2 separate regions of the Mus musculus genome follow, and region 1 is linked to region 2. Evidence: chromatin contacts called from public promoter capture Hi-C data. All regions are on one chromosome and are shown on one strand. The core of a region is the stretch at or near the end of the contact, and the rest is flanking DNA. Distances in the headings are between cores, read along the strand shown.

What was found. Promoter capture Hi-C pulls out the DNA fragments that hold promoters and counts their contacts.
Region 1: a promoter capture Hi-C map of hippocampal neurons shows a contact between it and region 2, with 2.2 times the contacts expected there. The contact joins the promoter of Haus4 here to the promoter of Rab2b in region 2. A contact is called at or near these places in 2 of 39 promoter capture datasets (hippocampal neurons and liver).

Annotation. Positions count from the first base shown.
Region 1 is chr14:54,550,228-54,556,337 of GRCm38.p6, reverse strand. Haus4 (HAUS augmin-like complex, subunit 4) reads left to right here and starts at 1,977. Exons shown (of 10, transcript NM_145462.2): 1 at 1,977-2,163; 2 at 4,128-4,201. The coding sequence starts at 4,147.
Region 2 is chr14:52,278,013-52,284,056 of GRCm38.p6, reverse strand. It overlaps Rab2b (RAB2B, member RAS oncogene family), which reads left to right and starts at 4,662. Exons shown (of 8, transcript NM_172601.3): 1 at 4,662-4,861; 2 at 5,072-5,143. The coding sequence starts at 4,816. It overlaps Tox4 (TOX high mobility group box family member 4), which reads right to left and starts at 4,911. Exons shown (of 10, transcript NM_023434.3): 1 at 4,825-4,911; 2 at 4,401-4,669; 3 at 4,168-4,236. The coding sequence starts at 4,406.

The DNA of each region.
Region 1 (6,110 bases), core at 728-3,227, 2.3 Mb before region 2:
GCCTCTTAGCCAGAGCTTTGTAGTTCAGTATTTAAGAACCTGAAGACTTGGGAGATGAAATTTCAGTAAATCTCTGATCAGCTGAAAATCACCAAAGCATGCTTGCTATTTTGTTCTGAGCACGGTTCGTGCGTAAGCCTGGCATTTAATGAGGCTGCATTGAAGAATTGAGGAAGCATAAGTGATTTTTAAAAGCTTTGAAAAGTGACTGCACTCTAGCATTAAACATGGAACATGGCAGCTGATGCCCTGACCAAGGGCATAAAAGCTTTCTGCCCTAGAATCATTTCTCTGTGTATTCAAATACAAGTCTCCTCCTCCTCCTTCCTTTTCTTTTTTCTTTCTTTCTTTCTTTTTTTTTTTCTTTCTCTCTTCTCCTTCTCCTTCTTCTCCTCCTCCTCCTCTTCCTCCTTTCTCTTCTCTTCTCTCTCTCTCTCTCTCTCTCTCTCTCTCTCTCTCTCTCTCTCTCTCTCACTGATCTTTCTATACAACCCTGGCCTTCCTGGAACACTCTGTGTAGATCAGGCTGTCCTCATCTGCTTACCCCCTACCTCCCAATCACTGGGGTTAAAGGCATGAGCCACTACCCTTGGCCCTAGAATGTTCTAAAGCTGTGACCCTTTAATACAGATTCTCATGTTGTGGTGACCCCCAACCATAAATGATTTCCATTACTTACTTCATAACTGTAATTTTGCTGTTACGAATTGTAAACACCTGTGTTCTCCAGTGGCCTTAGGTGACCCCTGTAGGGTCGTTCAACCAACCAAAGGGGTCTCGACCACAGGTTGAGAACTGCTGTTCTAAGGAAAAGCCAAACAGCTCCATTTCCTAGCACTTTTGCTCCATCCTATCAGTTTGTTCTCTGATGCAAGCGATCTAATCACTGGGCTAGGGAGATGGCTCAACCATCCCTCTTCAAGTAAACCTGGGTTGGATTCTCCACACTTATATGGTGGTAACTGTAACCGGTTCCAGAGGATCCCACAGCAGTAAGCATACAAGTGGTTCACAGACATATGTGCCAGTCAAACACCCACACACGTAAACAACAGTAAAATAAATAAAAACGTATAAAGAGCTCTAATAACCTTGAAGCAGTTTATTTAAGACTTTTATTTTTTTAGATGGGCAACTTCAGCATAGTGCCCGGGCCTAGCTTTGAACTCTCGATCTTCCTAACTCAACCTCCTGAGTAGGTGTGGTGAAGGATTAACAGTACAGCTAAACATCTTATTTTCCAAAAGAAGTCACTTCCTGATTGGGTACCCTTAGTTTTACAAAACCAGTGTAGGCATAAGTAGGAGTGAAGGAAGGATGATGGGAAATAAGGGATGTGGGAATGGGGCAGGGCAGTTAACGCGGCTCAATGGGTAAAGGAGCTTGCTACCAAGCCTATGATGTCTCACTCCCAGAATGTCTTCTGACCTCCACAGCACACGTAGGACACACAGTAAATAAAACGTGACTTTAAAAAAAAACAGAGGGAGCGCGGAGGAGGCGAGGTAGGTTAAGAAATTCAAGAGGTGAGGCTGGAGCAACGTAGTAAAAGGATCTGAGTTCAAGTCCCAGAACCCAAAATCTGGCAGCTCACAAGCACCTGTAACATCGGCTCAAAGGGCTCTGGCTCCCTCTTCCGGCCTCCGTGGACACCGCCCACATATGGCGCATGCGCTCGCCCACATCGATAAATAAAAACAAACCAGTGGGGGTGTAGTGGCGTGCACCTTTCCTCTCATCAATCGGGAGGCCGAGACAGGACGATCTCTGATACCAACAACACATTGGCTCGACCTCCGAGCACCACAGTGGCAGGCCTAAGCTTCCGAGCTGGGCCGCCACCTCTATATAACCTTCCGTGCCTAGTCTTCCCCTTTGTTAAATGGGTGAAGTTCCGACTTCCAGGATCCGAGCCGCTACCGCGACAGTTGCGCTGAGCGCGCGCTCCCGGGGCGGGGCTGCGCCAGGCGGGAACGGAGGCCCCGCCCCGTCCTGTGCCCGGCTGATTTAAGACCCAGTTGTTTCTACGCTGGCGGCAGCGCCTTTCCCGGGCAGGCCCCGGCCTTAGCGCTCCGGCGGCGAGCCGTGCAGGTTAGCGCTCGACGACCGCGAGCTTGCGGCGAGGCCGCGCTCGCCCTTTAGGACTCCTTGGCGACCCAGACGGTAGGTCGGCGCCGGAGAGCGCGTCTGCATCTTGATTATCTCCGGCCTTGTAAGGGTCACCTCTTGTGAAAACAGTCAGGACGATCAATCTGCGTCCAGCACAGCGTGCAGGGGAACGGCTGGAGGGCTCGAAGCACGCCTGCGTCAGAGTTCGGCGCTCTGCGCTCCTGCGCGTGGGACCCCGGCTGCCTGCGCAGGGTGGGGGTGAAGCCTAAGGTCACGTCCTGTGGGCGGCTCCGCTGAGGACCCCTGGGCGGTTGAAACCCTCGTGGCTGGGTGCCTAACTGGCCTGCAAAACTTTATTTGTAGGTGTAGTTCAACAACATTCTGAGTTGGTAAAACGGAACTTACTGGTAAAACATAACTAAATAGCTTTTGTTGACAAGTCGATTGTTATTAATTCTTGATGCTTCATGCAAGGCAAGAACCGTTATCGCGGCTTTGCAGGTGGAACACTGTTGGCACCTGAAAAAGGAGCATTTCACATAAACTCACACAGAAAACATGGGGGGCGGGGCGGAGCCACAAATTAATGTCTCGAATTGCGCCTCCTCAGCTGATTCCTCTAGACCACGCTACAAAACAAACGGCTAGTTGCTTTCATGTGACTCATAAAAGGAGCGAATAAACCAATGTTCTGTGGACGTGAAGCGTTAAGTACTAATAAGCTTCAGACTCGGGGCTGCCTCGGGCTCAGCTGCCATTTGGAGGAGTGGGTAAAGCAATAAGGGAAAGAATGGGCAGGCAATGTTTGTGTTGCTGTTGAGTTTCTCATTGCTCTCTGTTGATGACATTCTTTTCAAGGTGCTCCAGGTTCTGGCAAAACACCTATCTGTATAGCTATGTCCCCACACTAACCACTGCAGTGCATTGTTACTGGAAAAGCTGTTGTAGTTCAAGTGTCTGTCGCTCTTGCTCCCAGACAGATAGCTCTTTCATGAGATGACACTGACAGAGAAGCACCAGAAAGAAACTGTGATATTCCACAGTTGAGCTATAAAGGGGGCAAAAGGTATACTGGGACCCACACCCCTTAGTTTACTGGGAACACGACAGACAGCAACAGTTTGTAGCTCCAGCAAAATGGTAACGGTAGGAAGACGCCTTCCATTAGAACTTAGTGGATTTGGGTGGTGTACTGGCTGGTTTTGTGTCAACCTGACAGCTGGAGTTATCACAGAGAAAGGAGCTTCAGTTGAGGAAATGCCTCTATGAGATCCAACTGCAAGGCATTTTCTCAATTAGTGATCAAGGGGGAAAGGCCCCTTGTGGGTGGGACCATCTCTGGGCTGGTAATCTTGATTCTATAAGAGAGCAGGCTGAGCAAGCCAGGGAAAGCAAGCCAGTAAAGAACATCCCTCCATGGCCTCTGCATCAGCTTTCTGACCTGCTTGAGTTCCAGTCCTGACTTCCTTTAGTGATGAACAGCAGTTTGGAAGTGTAAGCTGAATAAACCCTTTCCTCCCCAACTTGCTGCTTGAGTTCCAGTCCTGACTTCCTTTAGTGATGAACAGCAATGTGGAAGTGTAAGCTGAATAAACCCTTTCCTCCACAACTTGCTTCTTGGTCATGATGTTTGCGCAGGAATAGAAACCCTAAGACAGGCGGGTAGGGGTGAAGTAGGAGTGGTTCTGTTTAGAGTCATACTTTGGACAGCTTGGGAGAGATTTTGTTCTTGGAATGGAAGGTATTCTGGTATTTATTTGTAAGTTTTCCATAAAATGCTAAAGAATTTGGGGACCCTGATGTCTGATATAGCCCTGCTCTATAAGAAACATCTCTGAGCCAGATGTGATGGCATGAACTTTTAATCCTGGCACCCAGGAGGAAGAGGGTCAAGGTTCTAGGCTTGACTCTGGCACAGAATTTGAGCCCAGAGTTGGCTTGTGAGACTGCCTAAGGTAGCTTGAGCAGCAGCCAGGGGTTTGTTCAACTTGCATTTTCTCCCATTTGTTTCCATACAGATAATACCAAGAAAACGAGATGGCGTCTGGAGATTTCTGTGCACCTGGAGAAGGTGTAGAAATGCTGCTGCAAGGTAAGGGGAGTGTCCTGGTTAGGGTCTCATTGCTGTGAAGAGACACCATGACCAAGGCAACTCTTATAAAGAAAAACATTTAACCGGAGTGGCTTACAGTTTCAGTCCATTATCATCATGGTGGGAAGCATGGCAGCATGCAGGCAGACATGGGGCGGGAGTTGGGAGTTGCTCAGAGTTCTACCTCTTGATCTGCAGGCGGCAGCAGGAGACTGTGTCTCACACTGGACATAGCTTGAGTATATATAAGACCTCAAAGTCCGCCTCCACAGTGACACACTTCCGTAAGGCCACACCTCCTAATGGTGCCACTCCCTATGGCCAAGCATTCAAACACATGAGCCTATGGGGGCCATACCTATTCACCCCCACCACCTGCAAAAAAAAAAAAAAAGGCCTGGTGACTTTCCCAGAGGTCTCGTCCAGATCCTTGCTTCCTGAGATGACAGAGGTTCACAAGGCCCACTAGAACGGTTTCACTCACAGCACCCGGTTCTGAGGAAAGTAGAATCTAGGAGTTTTTGGGGCACTCTAATAAGAAGCAGGTTGGACCAACTCTTCATACTGATTCAGTACCTGTTACTGCAATAGATGCATCGTGGCAGTCTGTTGCCAAGGTAAGGGTGGCTAGCTTGTCCCTTTTGTGTTTGTTTGTTTTTGTTTTTCGAGACAGGGTTTCTCTGTGTAGCCCTGTCTGTCCTGGAACTCACTCTGTAACCAGGCTGGCCTCGAACTCAGAAATCCGCCTGCCTCTGCCTCCTGAGTGCTGGGATTAAAGGTGTTCACCCCCATACCCGGCCAAAAAGATTTATATCTTATTCTGTAAAATGACTTTAGACATAATAATCCAAAGCATAAATGTGTATGAGTGTGTGTGTGTGTGTGTGTATGAGTGTGTGTGTGTGTGTGTGTGTGTGTGTGTGTGGTAGATAATGGTAAAAGATGTCAGCAGAGCCCCCTGGGAGAGAGATGGGGTAACCAAAGGACACCGACCTCTCCATGATCTTTCTCTCATACCTGTGCTGCCGGCAAGGGTTACCCTGCTCTGCTTCTCAACAGTCCGTTAATCTCTCTTACCTTTCTCAGCCTTGCTTGAGTGAATGAGCGAGGCCTTCTCCACAGTCGGAACTTGCATATCTGTTCCCCACTTCCTCAAGAACTCTAATGATATTGGCCAGGCTTGGTGTTGCATGCCTGTAATCCCAGGGCTTAGGTGCCTGAAGCAGGAGGATTACAGATTCAAAGCCAGCCTGGGGCTACATAGAAAAAAACGTAAAAAAAGCAAAGTTTCTAATAAGTGTCTGAATGAGGGATTTTGATTACTGTGGTGAACCATACTAAACGGTCTCTCTCTCTCTCTCTCTCTTTTTTTTCTCTTGGAGCTGGGGAGCCAACCAGGTCCACAGCAAGCCTGTTCTCCCAGTGCCCTACACCCCCCAGGCCCGACATTCCCATTTACCAAGACCTTACATTGGAGCTCGGACTGTAGCTCATGGTAAAGCCTTTGCTTGATGCGCTCGAGTCCCTGGCAGCACACACCCATAGTTACTCCTCACACACAGAGTGAATGCTTGCTAATCTGAGGGCCAATTCTGGTTTATTTGTGATTTATGTTTTGAGGCAGGGTCTCACAGTGTAACGCAGGCCCCTCTGCAGGTCATGTAGCCCAAGCTGGCCTTGAACTCCCAACTCTTCTGCTTCCTTCTCCCTAACACTGCGATTCCAAGTGTGTGGTACCACATCCAAATACTTGTTTTATTTATTTGTTTGTTTGGTTATGGGAGCACTGGGGCGTAGGGACCAGAAGACATCCTTCAGGAGTTGGTGCCCTCATCCTGTCCTGTGGTTTCTGGGAAACAGATTCCGGTCATTAGGCTTGGCTGCAGGCATCCTTACCAGCTGAGCCGCT
Region 2 (6,044 bases), core at 3,413-5,912:
CACGCCTTGCTCTTGTGTGTGGTGTGTGCGCACACCATACTACGCGCACACACACACCCCACACACACACACACCCCACACATGCACACATGAGAGCAAGCTCACCTGCTCTCCACCTCTCACCTTCCCTTTAGGACATGTGAACATAATAAGTAAATAAAATAAAATGCAATTGAAAATAAAAATAAAGATTGCTTAGATACTGATTGAAGGAGAGGCAGAAGAGATGACTCAGCAGTTAAGAACATTTGCTGCTCTCTGAAAAGGACGCAGGCTCAGTTTTCAGCACCCACTCTGCTCACAACTATCTTTAACTCTAGCCCCAGGGATCAAATGCCTTCTGTCCTCTGCCTGCACACAGACACACAAACCATGACAACTAGCATCCGTCCTCTCCTCTCTTCTCATCTCCCTGTGCTTCTCTATCCTCTTCCCTCTGTCCAGAGGTTCAATCAGAAGCTCCCACATACTAAGCAAAAACTCTAAAAATGACCTATATACCAGCCATCAAGGATTTAGAAAAACAGTTTTATCAGTGCTGGAGAGATGCCTCAGTGGTTTAGAGCATTTGCTGCTCTTCCAGAGGACCTGGGTTCCATTCCCAGCACCCACATGGTGGCTCACAAACGTGTATAATGCAGACCCAAAGGAATCTCTTGTCCTCTTCTGACCTCCACAGGCACCTGACATGTGATGCACAGACATAGATACAGGCACAACACCCATACACAAAAAATCTCTCCAGCCCCTATAATGATATATTTGATATAAAGAAGTTCTTAACTTGAACACCGTCCATTTTTTCCTATTAATTTATGGCTAATACTCCATAAGGGCAGCTATTTTCTTTTTGACAATACAAAACAAAATAAAACAAAAAACCAAAATAAAAACCAAGCAAACTTGAAAAATGACTGTTCTTCAAAAAGAATTGCTTTAAAAAGATCACCTATTTTTAGTGATGGCTTACAATAAGGCTGGAAACAACAAGACCCATACATTCACTAACATGAAGATTAAAAGCCAGGCACGGTGGCATATATTTTAATCCCAGAACTCAGGAAGCAGAGGCAAACGAAGGCCAGCCTAGTCGCATAGCAAGTTTGCTGTCAGCCAAGACTACACAGTGAAACGATTCCTCTCAAACTAAACAAAGACATAAAGTTTAAAAATTCACTGAGAGGCAGGAACAAGTAGGTGCACAAGTTGTAAGTAACAAGGACACAGTCAAGGCCTAAAGGAAGCTCCTGAAACGGACCTTAAAGCTTAGCTGAATGTTCCCTCCTCTCAACAGCTACACCAGGAGCCAGAACAGAACAGAAACAAAGGGCAGAAGCAAGCCTTGAAAGTCCTCCCTTTTTCCGTCAATGCTGGGTCAAGGGTCCAGCACACAGTAGGCCAGTGCTTCGCTATCTAGTCCCTGTATGGTTTTTTTTTAAATTTATTTATTATTATACATAAGTACACTGTAGCTGTCTTCAGACACTCCAGAAGAGGGTGTCAGGTCTCATTAGATGGTTGTGAGTCACCATGTAGTTGCTGGGATTTGAACTCAGGACCTTCAGAAGAGCAGTCAGTGCTCTTAACCCCTGAGCCATCTCACCAGCCCCGTCCCTGCATGTTTTAAAGGGCCATCCCTCATGCTGTTAGCTTTTGATCAACGTCAGACTGGTAGGAAAAATTGAAAGCTGTATTTACCTTTTTTTTTCCTTTTTTGGAGACATGGTCTATGTAATTTTGAATTTAAAGAGATACACATGGGGTGGGGGTGGGGGAGACTGGAGAAATGGTTCAGTGGTTAAGAGCACTGACTACTCTTCCAGAGGTCCTGAGTTCAATCCCCAGCAACCACATGGTGGCTCACAACCATCTGCAATGAGATCTGACGCCCTTTTCTGGTGTGTCTCTCTGAAGAGATCAACAGTGTACTCGCATAAATAAATCTTAAAAAAAAAAAAAAAAAAAAAGACACACAACTCTGTCTCCCAAATGTTGGAATTAGGATTAAAGATGTGTACCACTACACCCAACCTTGTGTTTACCTTTTTTTTTTTTTTTTTTTTTTTTTTTTGGTTTTTCCGAGAGAGGGTTTCTCTGTGTAGCCCTGGCTGTCCTGGAACTCTGTAGACCAGGCTGGCCTTGAACTCAGAAATCCACCTGCCTCGGCTGAGTGCTGAGATTAAAAGCGTGTGCCACCACATCCAGCCGTGTTTACTTTTAAAATGTACTTTCCTATAAATAAGGACAATGTGACTTACTGCACTCCAAACAATGAAATCAGACCATGGAGACCTTTTGGATGGAACTCGGAATAAAATCACCAAGTGTAAGACTTCGTTTCCTTCCTAATTTTGCCACTCATTTGAGTCATACCTCCCTTTGCTTAGGAGAATATTCAATAATATTAAGTTAAACAATAAACCAGCAGCCAGGAGTGCTAGAGTATGCCTTTAATCACAGGAAAGAGTTCTGTTCTGAATGGGAAGAACTCTTTACTGGAAAGGCAGAGGCAAGTGGATATCTTTGAGTTTGAGGTCAGCCTGGCCTACATTGTGAGTTCCAGGACAGCCAGAGCTATGTGAGATTGTCTTTTATTTAAAAAGAAAGAAAGAAAGAAAGAAAGAAAGAGAGAGAGAGAGAGAGAGAGAGAGAGAGAGAGAGAGAGAGAGAGAGAAAGAAAGAAAGAAAGAAAGAAAGAAAGAAAGAAAGAAAGAAAGAGAGAAAGAAAGAGAGAAAGAAAGAAAGAAAGAAAGAAAGAAAGAAAGAAAGAGAGAGAGAGAGAGAGAGAGAGAGAAAGAAAGAAAGAAAGAAAGAAAGAAAGAAAGAAGAGAGAGAGAGAGAAAGAGAGAAAGAAAGAGAGAAAGAAAGAAAGAAAGAAAGAAAGAAGAGAGAGAGAGAGAGAGAGAGAGAGAGAGAAAGAAAGAAAGAAAGAAAGAAAGAGGAAAAGAAAAAGGAAAGAAAAGAAAAAAAAACACCAAAAAACCAAACCAAACCAAACCAAAACAAAAAACAAAAAGCAAAAGCAACTAGCAATCACTCACTGTCAATCATCTCTCAACCATAACAATGTTCCCACAGGATAAACCGACACAACAGCAATGGATAACTACTTTTGGTGCAAACAACCGTGCAAATGAATTCACAGCACTTTGGGAGGTAGTATATAATCCTCAAAAGATGGACCAAGGCTCAAGTTCTCAAAAAAAAAATGGTAAAATTTCATACACTGCAGCTTTGACTTTCGCTTGCTCAAATAAGTTTTATGCTTTCTAATAGGAAAATCTGTCAACCAAAAGTTTTCCTGAATATCTTACAGCAGTGGCTCTCAACGTTCCTAATGCTGCATGGACCCTTTATTATGGTTCCTCATATTATGGTGACCCCCAACCATAAAATTATTTTCGCTGCTATTTCACAAATATAAGTTTGCTACTGTTATGAATCACAAAGTATCTGTTTTCCTATGGTCTTAGGTGACCCTTGTGGAAGGTCTTAGAACATCCAACAACCATTACTTCTACTTCACGCCATCTTTAAAAACCAAACCAAACCAAACCAAACCAAACCCTGTTATTATAGTCATTTGACAACTGGAATCCAAAGGTGACATAGTCAGTCTGTGATCACTGGGAAACAGGTGCACTCTACCCCCTTCTATGTTCTCTGGCAGCTATTTCTTTCCCTCTGTCGTTCTTTAGCCAAGCAAACAGATGCCACATCAGTAGGATGAACCACTTTTATCAGAAAAGACATTTCAAATAAAAGAGCCCCCTATAGAATTCAAGAAATAACAACTGTCCGAAGTTATTCCCTGCTGGATAAACAACTTTCTTTATCTCGATTTCTTTACTGAAAAAATTTTTTTTCTTTCTTGCTGTCTCCCAAGATTGTTAGTTATTTCACCCCCAACCAAAGAACAATTCCTTTCGTTCTTCCTATTCAGAACAGAAACTCCTCAAACAAGCCGTCTCTTCAACATCCTGGTTTCCTCATGACAGCCGCTTTCGGTTCTCCCCCACCCCCACCCCCTCCACAGTCCTTAGAGGAGCTCGAAGCCTCGGCCACTGTCCCCTCCAGCTCCCGCCAGCCCCCGCGCTCACCCCCACCGTCCTTCCCTAACCGCTGCCTAGGCCCTCCGGCGCCCCAGCATCAGCAGCTTTTGCTCACCTCGGCTCCTGACAGGAAAGGGTGCGAGGGCCCAGTGATCGTCAGGTAATTGTCATTTCCTCCGGGAAACTGTAAACCAAAAGAAAGCCGCGGTGGGTGAGTGAGCGGAGCAGTGGCGTGCTGAGACCCCAGCCCTCCCGAGCCCCCCTGGCTCCTCGCTGCCCTGCATTCCCGCTTCCGCTTCCCCTAGTCGGCCGCGAACCCTCATCAGCCCTCAAAGACTCGGCACCCACCTCCATCTTCACAGCACCACTACCAGCGACTCAGCGTCTCCGCGTCCGCATCGCTCCCACCGCCCCCACTAGGTTCCGAGCGCGTCACTTCCTCAAGGAGAAAGCGTCGCTCTCCGATGATTGGACCGAGTCAGGGACGCAACCAGTCTCGATCCCAGCTGCCCGAAGGGTCGCTGTCGCCCCCTGGAGCTTGGTGGGATAATGGCATGTAGAAGAGCACTGGGTGGCCCTAGAGGCGGCGTCCGGTACAGCCGATCCAGCGAAGATTTCTGGGGGAGAGCAATAGAGACGCAGCTTGAGCTAGAAGGGCTGGAGCGGAGGCAAATAAGGAGACCCGTAGATTGAGTGGCTAGAGAGGTCGGAGGTAAGTGGCTGTAGAAATCGGGAGGACCCGGAACACAGACGCCTCGGGACCATGACTTACGCTTATCTCTTCAAGTACATCATCATCGGAGACACAGGTAACCCGCCGACGGACCGCCTTCGGAGTTGGGGCGGGGATCCTACCTCCAAAATCGGCTTGGGGGCGGGGCGGGGTGAGCGGAGTTGCGCGGAGGGGGCGGGGCGAGCCCCGGGGGCGGGGCTCTGCCCCTGCCTTAGACCCTGTTCCCTGTCTGGGAGCCAGCGGCTTCCCGGGTGACGTGCGTCTAGTGAACACCGTTCTTTCGCAGGTGTGGGGAAGTCATGTCTCCTCCTTCAGTTTACCGACAAGCGGTTCCAGCCCGTGCACGACCTCACAATAGGTAAGCTATCCCCTCGTTCCAGAACAGCTAAAAGCTAGCTGCCAGAACTGCTAAAGGAGAAAGTTACAGTCTCAGTATTCTAAATAAAAAGTTACTTCTCGGCCGGGCGTGGTAGCTCGCGCCTTTAATCCCAGCACTCGGGAGGCAGGTGGATTTCAGAGTTCGAGGCCAGCCTGGTCTACAAAGTGAGTTCCAGGACATCCAGGGCTACACAGAGAAACCCTGTCTTGAAAAACCAAAAAAAGTTACTTCTCGCTACCTTGGTCTGAAATCATGGTATATGAAAAATGATAAAAGCTGGTAAGTGGAGGATAAATGATTGAAAGGTAACTTTAGAGATGGATGTAAGATACTAGTTGCCGTAGGATTTTTTTTTCTTCCAATGCAACTTGTATGTTTATGGAAAAATCCCACGGAAACATGACTGCTTATTAAACATCTCATCTGTATTTTGTTATTAACTACCAGCTTCACATGTTTTTCAACATAAACACCAACATAGGATTCTTTTAAGTCTGGAGAGGTAAAAGCCAATGTACGGACATTGCAGTTCTTCCTGCACAGACACCTCCTCTAATCTCTTCACCTTCTCTTCTTTTAGGAGCAAATAGCCTCAGATTCATTATATAACCCACACTGGACACAAACTCCCAGAGATCCTCCTGCATTAGACTCTCCCCCCCCCACCCCCTCGGGACAGGGTTTCTCTCTGTGTGGCCCTGGCTGTCCTGGAACTCACTCTGTAGGACAGGCTGGCTTCAAAAATCAGAAATCCGCCTGCCTCTGCCTCCCAAGTGCTGGGATTAAAGGCGTGCGCCACCACTCCCAGCCTCACGGACTTTCGTAATAAGTTTGTTTTTGCGCCGAGACTGGCTTTAAGCTTCCTGGGTAACCTGACCAT